Regions from separate parts of the Mus musculus genome. Here all the other regions are linked to region 2. Evidence: chromatin contacts called from public HiChIP or PLAC-seq and promoter capture Hi-C data. All regions are on one chromosome and are shown on one strand. The core of a region is the stretch at or near the end of the contact, and the rest is flanking DNA. Distances in the headings are between cores, read along the strand shown.

Region 1 (2,987 bases), core at 68-2,567, 190 kb before region 2:
TCAGATTCCAGATTGAGAACCTACTAGACTCCAGGTAGAGTGCTAAGTACTTGGCATATATAATTTAATCTTTTAGAACAACCAGTGTTACCTTCATTTTACAGATAGAAAGCTGAAGCACAGACAAATTAAGTGATGCTCCCATGGCCACAGAGCTACTAAGTAGCACAACTAGGCACTGGCATACAGCTGAGCAACATACTGAACACAAGGGCGCGCTTACTAAGAATGGGGCCGCAGAAGGCAGGCATGCTAAGCCACTGTTCAAATCGACGTCATCCAGGAACGACAATCTTGTCTCCTGATAAGAGGATCTGCCTGGGATGCTACAAATTAAGTCAGATAACAGGGACAGTTCTTCTTAATGTGTTACCATGGACAGTGTTCTTTGAACCGAGTCAACCAGTTACAGGACCGGGTTGGCTCCCATGACCATCACCACAGAACCTGTGCGAAAATTTGGATGTAACAGGCACTGCACTGCAACGGGAGGTCTTCTCTGGAAGAGAACATCTCCCCAGGTGCTAGATGTGCCTTCCTCTTCTACAGTATTCATGGACGTCAGGTACCCCCCCACACACACACACACACACATCGTTCCTCATTGAATAAGTGAAAACTGCCACCCGAAGGGAGGGAGTTAGGTGGCCAGGGATGGAGCTGTTGGCTGCTACTTATAGAGTGCAAGAACCACACAATCCTAGCGGAGGTCGGAGAGAACTGAAGTGAGGGCATCAAAGAAAGCCATGGTAACCTCGGAGCAATACGATATAGATGCGGAGGATAGCACCCAAGAGAGTTTATCTGCCCGAGAGCTCAGTTCCCGCTTACAGCTGACTCCAGTCACCCCCTCCCCAAAGCACTATTGCAATTGTTAGGCTAAAAGCACCCCCTGCCAGTGGCTTCCGAGAGCCGGGAGGTAGGGGCTTTCCTAGAGGGGCAGTGGCGTCCATCCAGAGAGTAACTCTAGCTTCCCGGGACCTGGAGCCGCAGCCTTCTCCCCGCCGCAGCCCTGGCCCGGACGCGGAGGTGACGGGGTATGCCAAGTGGCACCACTCACCTCGCTCATCCCGGCGGCCGGACGGGCGTGGCAGGCGCAGGTGAGGCAAGGGGTCCTCGGAGATGCGTGCGTGAACCGCGGCCGAGAGTTGCTGGGCTCCGGGGCAGGGGCCCTGGAGGGCTCGGAGGGGAGAGTGCACGCTGCGAGCTGTTGCTTAATGCTGCCCCAAATGCTCCGGCTGCAGCGCTGCTCAGGGAGCCCCTTCTGACCTGGTCCTGTCAGCAGCTCCGGGCGCCTTGACCGGCTCCACCTTTTATAGTGAGCTGCGGTCCCTGCCTCCAGCCCAACCAATAGAAACTCTGCCTAGTGCAGACTGACAGCTCCTTGAACCCAGTGGTGGCAGGCTCAGAAATCTGCTGCATTTCCAAACTAGGGTAAGACGGAGAGAGCGGGAAGGAGGGGGGAGACCATGGGGGATGAGAAGACAGAAAACGAAGTAGGGAACCGGTAAAGGAAAGAGAAGTAGTAAGTAGTAACTGAAGAAACTGAACTCTGGTCCTCTTGAAGAACAGCTAAGGCTCTTGAGCCTTAGCTCAACCTCACATTGTATATATCGTTTAAGGAAAAAGAAAATAAACAGAACACAGGTAAACACACAGACCTTTTAGTTCTGTTTATCTATCTAGTTTTCATCTAAGGAAATTCTTTAATTTTCAAGCCTACAGTTCTTATTGACTTCATAAAAATCTCTTACAGCTTCAGTCAGTCAAACCCGGATACTGCAGCTTTCATAGATATATTCTTTGGTTGGTACCATCACAGACTGTTAACAACTGTAACTGTGACTTGTCACTACCATTCAGTGGTTTGGTCTCTTCTCAACAACCAACTTCAAGGAAGACCTCAATCGGTCTTTTTTTCTAACTTGACTCTTTGTGTTTATACATTTCCTCTGTTGGGTTAGAAATTAGGAAGATGGGGGAAAGATCCATCTGAGATCCTGTGATTCTGTTTCTAATAGGAATCTGGTTGCCTCAGTTACTAAAGTTCTAACTAGGCTGGCTCCTACTCACTCTGTACAGCATACTCCTCTGGAATCTTTCTAATGAACAATTAATTAGCATTGAAAAGGTTGTCCTTAGTGAAACAAACCTTAATTCTTGCTGCTATGAAATGAGCTTTGAGATGATAATGAGAATTCACCCTGTAGGTTAGGGATCAGCTAACTTTCCAGGTAACAATCAAATAATAAATGTTTTTTTCTTTGTAGGATCGCTGTACTCTTTGCTGAGCCATTTCCTACTGCACTTGAATACGGGCACAAATACTTATGTCAACAAACAGCTATGGCTCCATCTGATATAAATGTATTTGTGACCACTGAAGTTTGAATTTCATATAAATTTCATGGGCTACACTGTGTCTTCTTTTTAAATTTTAGTGGAGGAGCTGCAGAGGTGGCTCAGCAGCTAAGAGCACTTGCTGCTGTTCCAGAAGTCACTTCCAGGCACCTGTACAAACATGGGAATATGGCATATACTCATACATATAGTAAATAAATTTTAGTGTATATGATGGTCTGTATATGCTTGGCCCAGGAAGGGGTAGCCTTGTTGGAATAGGCATGCCACTATGGGCCTGAGCTTTAAGGTCCTCATCCTAGCTGCCTGGAAGTGAGTCTTCCTCTAGCGGCCTTCAAACTATGAACTCTCAGCTCCTTCTGCACCATGCCTGCCTGGATGCTGTCATGCTTCCACCTTGATGAAAACGGACTGAACCTCTGAACCTGTAAGCCAGCTCCAATTAAATGTTGTCCTTTTAAGAGTTGTCTTGGTGGGGTTGGAGAGATGGCTAAGTGGTTAAGAGCACTGTCTGCTCTTCCAGAGGTCCTGAGTTAAATTTCCAGCAGCCACATGGTGGCTCACAACCATCTTTAGTGGTTCTGATACCCTCTTCTGGTGTCTGAAGACAGCTACAATGTACTCAT
Region 2 (3,062 bases), core at 321-2,820:
AACTGTTACAGAAGCCCTCTGCCCTCTGGTGGCCTGTGGGCCTGCTGCATGTACGTACCTTCTGTAAATTAAACTCCAAGGGAGCTAGCTTCCTGAGTTCTGCTTAGACTCCCTTAATAAGAGAAAAAGAAACTTTAAAAGCAGAGAAAGAAAGAAAGAAGAAACTTTATTGATGTGTGTGCATGTTCTTTACTGGGCTTGTTTAAGCCAGGCCAGGCCACATAGGCATTCAACCAAACTGTCTAGCAGACCACGGCAGGGATTAGTGCCTGTGGTTCTGGAAAGTTCTCTTCCTAGGATGCCTTCACCCACAGAGGTTCTGGGGAGGGGGCTGACAGCTGGAGGAGTCTGGAACCTGGGGTATGAGGTCTGAACACTGGATAAGAGACTAGGGATGGGGGGGCTTGGCTCCCATGGCCCCTCGAATCTTGTCCTCGCTGTGTCTACAGTGGTTTGTACCTTCACGGCGTTGGGACTTGTTGTCAAGGACTCCTGGTTCAGTTGTGTTGAGGGCAGAGGGTAGGTCGCGGGGAAGGTGGAAGTTCAGGTGAAGAGAAAGGGGTGTTGTGGGTGAGGGTGAGAACAGGCCCTTCCCCAGGGGTTTCTGAGTCATTAATCCGGGGCTCTCTGGCACTTTGTATGTGTGGAGCCTGGGGTAAGATGTTTGTTTTTCTTTAGCCTGCCCAAACTTACGCAGTCAGAATACTGGGATTTAGTATCCAACCCTTGTGTGGCCTGAAATCTGCTGGTCTAAAGGAGAAACTCTCATTTCATTCCCAAGCAGCCCAGGACTTATGGACCCCAAGGATCTGGGGTCTTAGTATGTATATTTCATGTAAATATATGTATATTTGTACATAAAATGATATTCTGTTTTTAAATAAACAGATAAAACCTTTTTTTGTCTGATTCCTGTCTTGCCCCTTGAACTGGGTAAGTCACAAGTGCTATGGACTGAGTCTCTATGTGATTCCCTCCCAGGGAAAGGGCCCAGATACAGCTAAGAAAGGAGCAAGTGGCTTTCAAAAGACATTGTAACCATTTCTGAGAGCCCTCAGGTAGGGCCGTGTGGACATAACCTCCTTTTGGGGAAGCCAGTGCCTTAGTTTCTAAAGTGGTTCTAATCTGACTGTACTGGAAACTTCCAGCAGCTGTGTGGGGTGGTCAGCCGTGTACCCTTTGACAGACAAAGAAACTGAAACTCAAAGTCACCTGGTCTGTGTCCTCATTTTCAAATGTACAGCGACTGGAGGCTCAGTGAAGTAATGTGACCTGACCAAGATGGCAGGGTCATCAAAGAATCCCCCACCCTGGGTATGTTCTTCGTGGTCCTTTCCTGCCGTGCTCACAGGCAAAGCCTCGGGTCTCTGTCCCACCTAGAGATTTCGGTCTCTAGAAATGGCAGCCACCTGCTCACACCCCAGGCACCCTTACTCCACCCCGAGATTCTGACATCACCTTCTGCTGTGACCAATGAATGGAGTCCCAGCAATGATGAGGATGTGAATGCCAGCTACCTCCCCCACCCGAGGCCTGTGGTTGCAAAGATGCTCTAACAGGAAGCGGGTTTGAGGAGCTGCACAGCTTCCTGCTCCCCCTCGAGCTGCACAGGACGAGAAGGGCTAGCGCTCAGCTTGGCCACGAGACACAGCTTCATGCCAGGGTTCTGGTAGCTTCCTCTTCCATATCTACTTCCGTGTGGCCCCAGGGGCCCCCCAGAGGCAAGCGCTGCTGTCCCTTGCCCAGGCCACCCTCCACCTCCAGTTTGGAGCCCTGCCCCCCCTGGGGCTGGGCCAAGCCCAACTACTGACTGGGATTCCATGGGGGACTGGTAGGTCAAAGGTCTTGGGGGACAGAGATCCCGGGGGGCCCTGGTCATGAAGTCTCGGCAGAAAGGAAAGAAGAAGGGCAGCTCTAAGGAACGGGTGTTTGGGTGTGACCTACGTGAGCATCTACAGCACTCGGGCCAGGAAGGTAAGGAGGTCAATTGGAACGGGGCAGCTGGGTGGCTGGATTGCCATGCAGACGCCAACCTTGTCTTCTCCGTTGGGCAGAATGAGCTCTTAGGGAACGGGCAGTGGCCCAGGATCACCACACCTGAGATCTAGGCAAAGGCAAGACAGGAAATGTGGCTCAGAGAAGAAGATGGAGAGGTGCCCTTCTGCGGTAGTTAGGGACCGGGTAGCTGAGAACTCGAGGATGGGAATGCCGAGGGAATGTGTCCCGGGGTGGGGTGGGGGATGAGATTTGGAAAATCTGGAGAGGTGGATGAATCAGATGAGAGAATGGAGACTGGGGACAGGGTGGAGGGAATGGAGGTCGGATGCCAGAAGAATGGCTGAAGGGATAGTTGGTGGAACACTAAGTGGAGATACAGGTAAGAAAGGGCCCAGCGAGTCTGAGGATAGAACTTGCGGAGGGGAGAGGAAGGCATTCTAACTGGAGAACAGCACCAAGGGACAAGGACCTAGCCCTTCTGCACCTTTGCTGGGCCACAGGAGTGGGGGCAGCAGGGAGGAGTGACACTCTTCTTTAAATTGCTTGCAAAGAAGAAACCCGTTGATGGTAGACTGCACCGGGAATGCGGGAAAAGTGAACCAGACTGCTTCAGCCCTGGTTTGAAGTGGGGAGTGGAAACTACAATAAAGAGGGGTGTGCACCCAGTCTGGAGCTCCCTCTGCAGTGGGCCTGGGAGCTCATCACTGTGTAGGACATGCAGTCACCACTCAGAACCAGGCCTTAATTTGTTCTGAAATTGATCAGTGCCGACCCGACTACACTGCCCAGCTTGTTTTCAGCACGCAGAGCAACTTAACAAAAAAAGGGGGCACAATTCTGCCCCCCTCCACTCCACCCCACCCCAATCTGTCATTTCCTCTTTGTCCCCCTTCTCTGGTTGCCTGCAGTGAAGGGAGGGTGGTGGTGGTTCCCAGCTCATTTCCTGCTCTTGGCCCCGCCCTTGTGTCCCCAGACACCTCCTTCCCCTTTTCTCCTCCATCAGAGGGCCCCAACCCTACCAGCCTCCATTAAGGGAAAGCCCAGGCCCTAAGAAATAGTTAAAC
Region 3 (2,894 bases), core at 98-2,597, 190 kb after region 2:
ACCTGAAGTATTCCAGGTGCCACCTTCAGGCCTGGACTCTGCATGCAGGTCTCCCATCAGTCACTTTAGTCCTAAGGAAAATTGCATGGCTGTGGGCAGAGCTGGCTAGGAAGTGCAGCCCCATCATGATAGTGCCCTGAGCCACTAATCCACCCAGTAGCCTGTGCCTCTGAGCCTCCTTTCTTCAGTGACAGGCCCCCAAGTGAGTGTAGTTTCCAACTTCTTAGCAAGCAGCCAGATCAAAACACCCAGGAAGAATTCTTTGCCCCCAGAAGATTGCTGCTAAGAAAACCAGGAGTCCCTTCTGCAGGAATCCTGCAGGAATGCTAGGACCCCTCTGTGGAATTACAGTTCCGAATAGGATTAACTCAAAGTATAGATACTGAAGGAGAAAACTGAAGTAATAAGCTAACATTATAAAGTATCTCCCTGCCAATATATTTGCTTAAAAACTTGAAGTTACACAAAAGAGAATGCAGTGGAAGGGCCACTGTCACTGGGAAGTTCAAAGGAGAAGACTCTGCCTCTTCCAGCTACCCCTTAGGATTCTTTCCCATACCAAATGGAGCAGGGGAGGTTTAGAGAAGATGACCCTGGCTGATAGTTGCTTTTTAAGCCCTCTCTCTGCCTTTTATCAGGAGAAGCACACTTCTGCCAGGCAAGGTGACCATGGTTAACATCTGCCCCGGAAAATCATGTCTGGCCTATCTCAAGATACCTAAAAATATCTTTTCATCGGAAATGTCCCCAAAGAGCCAAACTTTCAGTTTCTGTTTCTGTAAATCACGTTTAATTGTTCCAAGTTTCTGGGACCTAAAAGAGTTTTGCAGGTTAAAGCTTGTGTAAAAATACAGTGTTATGGTTAGAAACTATATAAACTGTGAAGGATCTCTGACCAGAACCAGTTCCCCGTTGTGTGTTAGCCAGAACTGGTTCAACCCTATTATTCATGAACTTTTCTTCAAGTGGTGGGGAACAAAACTAAGTTCTTTATGGGCAGCAAATAATCAAACAGGAGTCAGGGAAGGCATAGTAACAGGAACATTGGGAGCCTCTGCCATCTTTGCTTCATCATTTCTGTAATTCTCTGATTGTAGGCAGGTTAATTAGTTTCTATGAGTTTCCAACTCTGTTAGGTAGCAGGAGTGATTGATAGTCAGAGGCATCTCACAAGATTCCTGTTAAGATCAAATGAGATAATGTTTATGAAAATCTCATTAGCAGGCACCTGTAATGTGAAATTCTTTACTGTTCTCTTCTTGTTGGGTGGATTACAGATCAGTATCCATGTCTAACACAGATGGTGAATGTAGAAGTTCAAAAAAGGAAGAAACAGGAAGGAAAAGTGGGAGGCTTATAGTAGTAGGTCTGTGGTGAATATTTGCTGAGTTAGAACAGTAGATAGATATAGCAGCTGCACTACAAGATGTTTTACAGGTACCAGATCGTGTAATTAGCTCTCAGAAGCAGGAAACATCTCCTTTGTTCAGGCAAGGTGAGTAAGCAGCACCAGTCTTCTGGAATTTATAAGTTGGACCAGTTTGTCACCCAACTGAGGAAGAGTGACAAGGGTGAGGAGTCCCTAGGATGTGAGCAGACAGGCCATTGAGAGAGGACAGTGGGTTCGGGATAGTTCCTGAAGTTAACATATGGGACAGTGGGTGCTCAGTCTTCCTAACGTCTGTGTCCCTCAGATTTCAGATTTCTGCCCTTTGGGGTGATCATCGTGATTCTAGTTACATTATTTCTCGGGGCCATCATTTGTTTCTGTGTGTGGACTAAGAAGAGGAAGCAGTTACGTAAGTAGAAGGCTCATGAACGGATGCTGTTGCTTGAGGTTTCAGGTGTAGTGGGTTGACCCTGTGTCTATAGACTATACTCTAAACACAGCATCTTCTTTTCCTGGGAGAGGTGTTGGGATATGTGTGAATACAGGTTGGGAAGGGCAACCAAAGTCTACAACCCCCTGTTCACACTATCTATGGTGGGCCGACTATATTTACAGCATGGTTCCCCAATATGTTGATTTATCTAAGGTGCTGGGTTTGGTCGGTGACTTCCTAGCTTGGTGGAGGATTTATATCATGGGTAATTGCTCTTGTGCTCTTTATGTATCTTGGCAAGAGCATTAACCTGCCTGTTTTCTAGAGCCATTTTAAAAATAGTGACCATTTTTGGTAGAGGTGTGAGTTGCAAAGTGGAATCCTGGGTAGGAAATCTTCTGAAGTTTTCTGAAGTTCTAGTATTTATTTTCTTCCTCACACAGAGTTCAGCCCTAAGGAACCTTTGACAATATATGAATATGTCAAGGACTCACGAGCCAGCAGGGATCAACAAGGATGCTCTAGGGCCTCTGGATCTCCCTCGGCTGTCCAGGAAGATGGGAGGGGACAAAGAGAATTGGACAGGCGTGTTTCTGAGGTGATGTTCAGCTCCCTTCTAGCTTTTCTTCTCCACCAGTTTCCTGGCTCTACCCAAAGAGGAAAAGGAGAAAAGAGAGAGAGCAGAGAAAATGGGAAATAGGCAGAAGGGGTCACATGGTGCTGTACTAGATCTGCCAAGGGGAGGAACTCAGTAGAAATCCATAGCAAAGGGCAGAGTGTGTCTACCACTGCCTTCCCTTATAGAAACCGTTCAGGGCCAGCTTTCCTTTGTGCATTATCCACAGCTGGTTCTACCCTATTATTTAAGAACTTTTTCAAAAAAAAAAAAAAGAAAGAAAGAAAAGAAAAGGAGTAGGAAAATGAGGGAGAGGATGGGGCAATATTAGAAGATATTTCTGGAGACAATTCACATTGGTTTAGACAGAAGAACAAAGCAACAATCTCCTGCTGACTTCTAGCTGCCAACAAGGGCCAGTGTTTCTCTGCTTTTCTGCTTCTTCTGGAGAGTTC

Evidence for each region. Promoter capture Hi-C pulls out the DNA fragments that hold promoters and counts their contacts. HiChIP or PLAC-seq counts read pairs in DNA pulled down with a chosen protein or histone mark.
Region 1: a contact with region 2 is called in a promoter capture Hi-C map of second pharyngeal arch cranial neural crest. The contact joins the promoter of Pcp4l1 here to the promoter of Arhgap30 in region 2. A contact is called at or near these places in 9 of 39 promoter capture datasets (the C10 cell line, the HPC-7 cell line, cranial neural crest and 6 more), 1 of 115 datasets of contacts at active chromatin or transcription factors (pancreatic cancer cells) and 1 of 9 other capture datasets (liver).
Region 3: an H3K27ac HiChIP or PLAC-seq map of microglia shows a contact between it and region 2, with 3 times the contacts expected there. The contact joins the enhancer-like site here to the promoter of Arhgap30 in region 2. A contact is called at or near these places in 7 of 39 promoter capture datasets (3T3-L1-derived adipocytes, the HPC-7 cell line, HPC-7-derived erythroid cells and 5 more), 13 of 484 Hi-C or Micro-C datasets (the AML12 cell line, B cells, the Ba/F3 cell line and 9 more), 4 of 115 datasets of contacts at active chromatin or transcription factors (bone marrow-derived dendritic cells, effector CD8 T cells, memory CD8 T cells and 1 more) and 3 of 9 other capture datasets (adipose tissue, liver and pancreatic islet).

The regions. Positions count from the first base shown.
Region 1 is chr1:171,194,951-171,197,937 of GRCm38.p6, forward strand. It overlaps Pcp4l1 (Purkinje cell protein 4-like 1), which reads right to left and starts at 1,318. Exons shown (of 3, transcript NM_025557.1): 1 at 1,061-1,318. The coding sequence starts at 1,069.
Region 2 is chr1:171,387,390-171,390,451 of GRCm38.p6, forward strand. It overlaps Arhgap30 (Rho GTPase activating protein 30), which reads left to right and starts at 1,571. Exons shown (of 12, transcript NM_001005508.2): 1 at 1,571-1,974. The coding sequence starts at 1,878. Nectin4 (nectin cell adhesion molecule 4) reads left to right here. Exons shown (of 9, transcript NM_027893.3): 9 at 1-898.
Region 3 is chr1:171,575,549-171,578,442 of GRCm38.p6, forward strand. Cd244a (CD244 molecule A) reads left to right here. Exons shown (of 9, transcript NM_018729.2): 4 at 1,695-1,799; 5 at 2,267-2,421. Among named protein-coding and RNA genes, the nearest start is that of Gm35200, 15 kb to the left of the region's middle. Within about 2 kb of position 1,348, at least 13 of the 459 cell types and tissues checked have an H3K27ac peak or open chromatin away from gene starts, as enhancers often do. A contact at or near this core is called in the AML12 cell line, memory CD8 T cells and microglia, where this site is marked.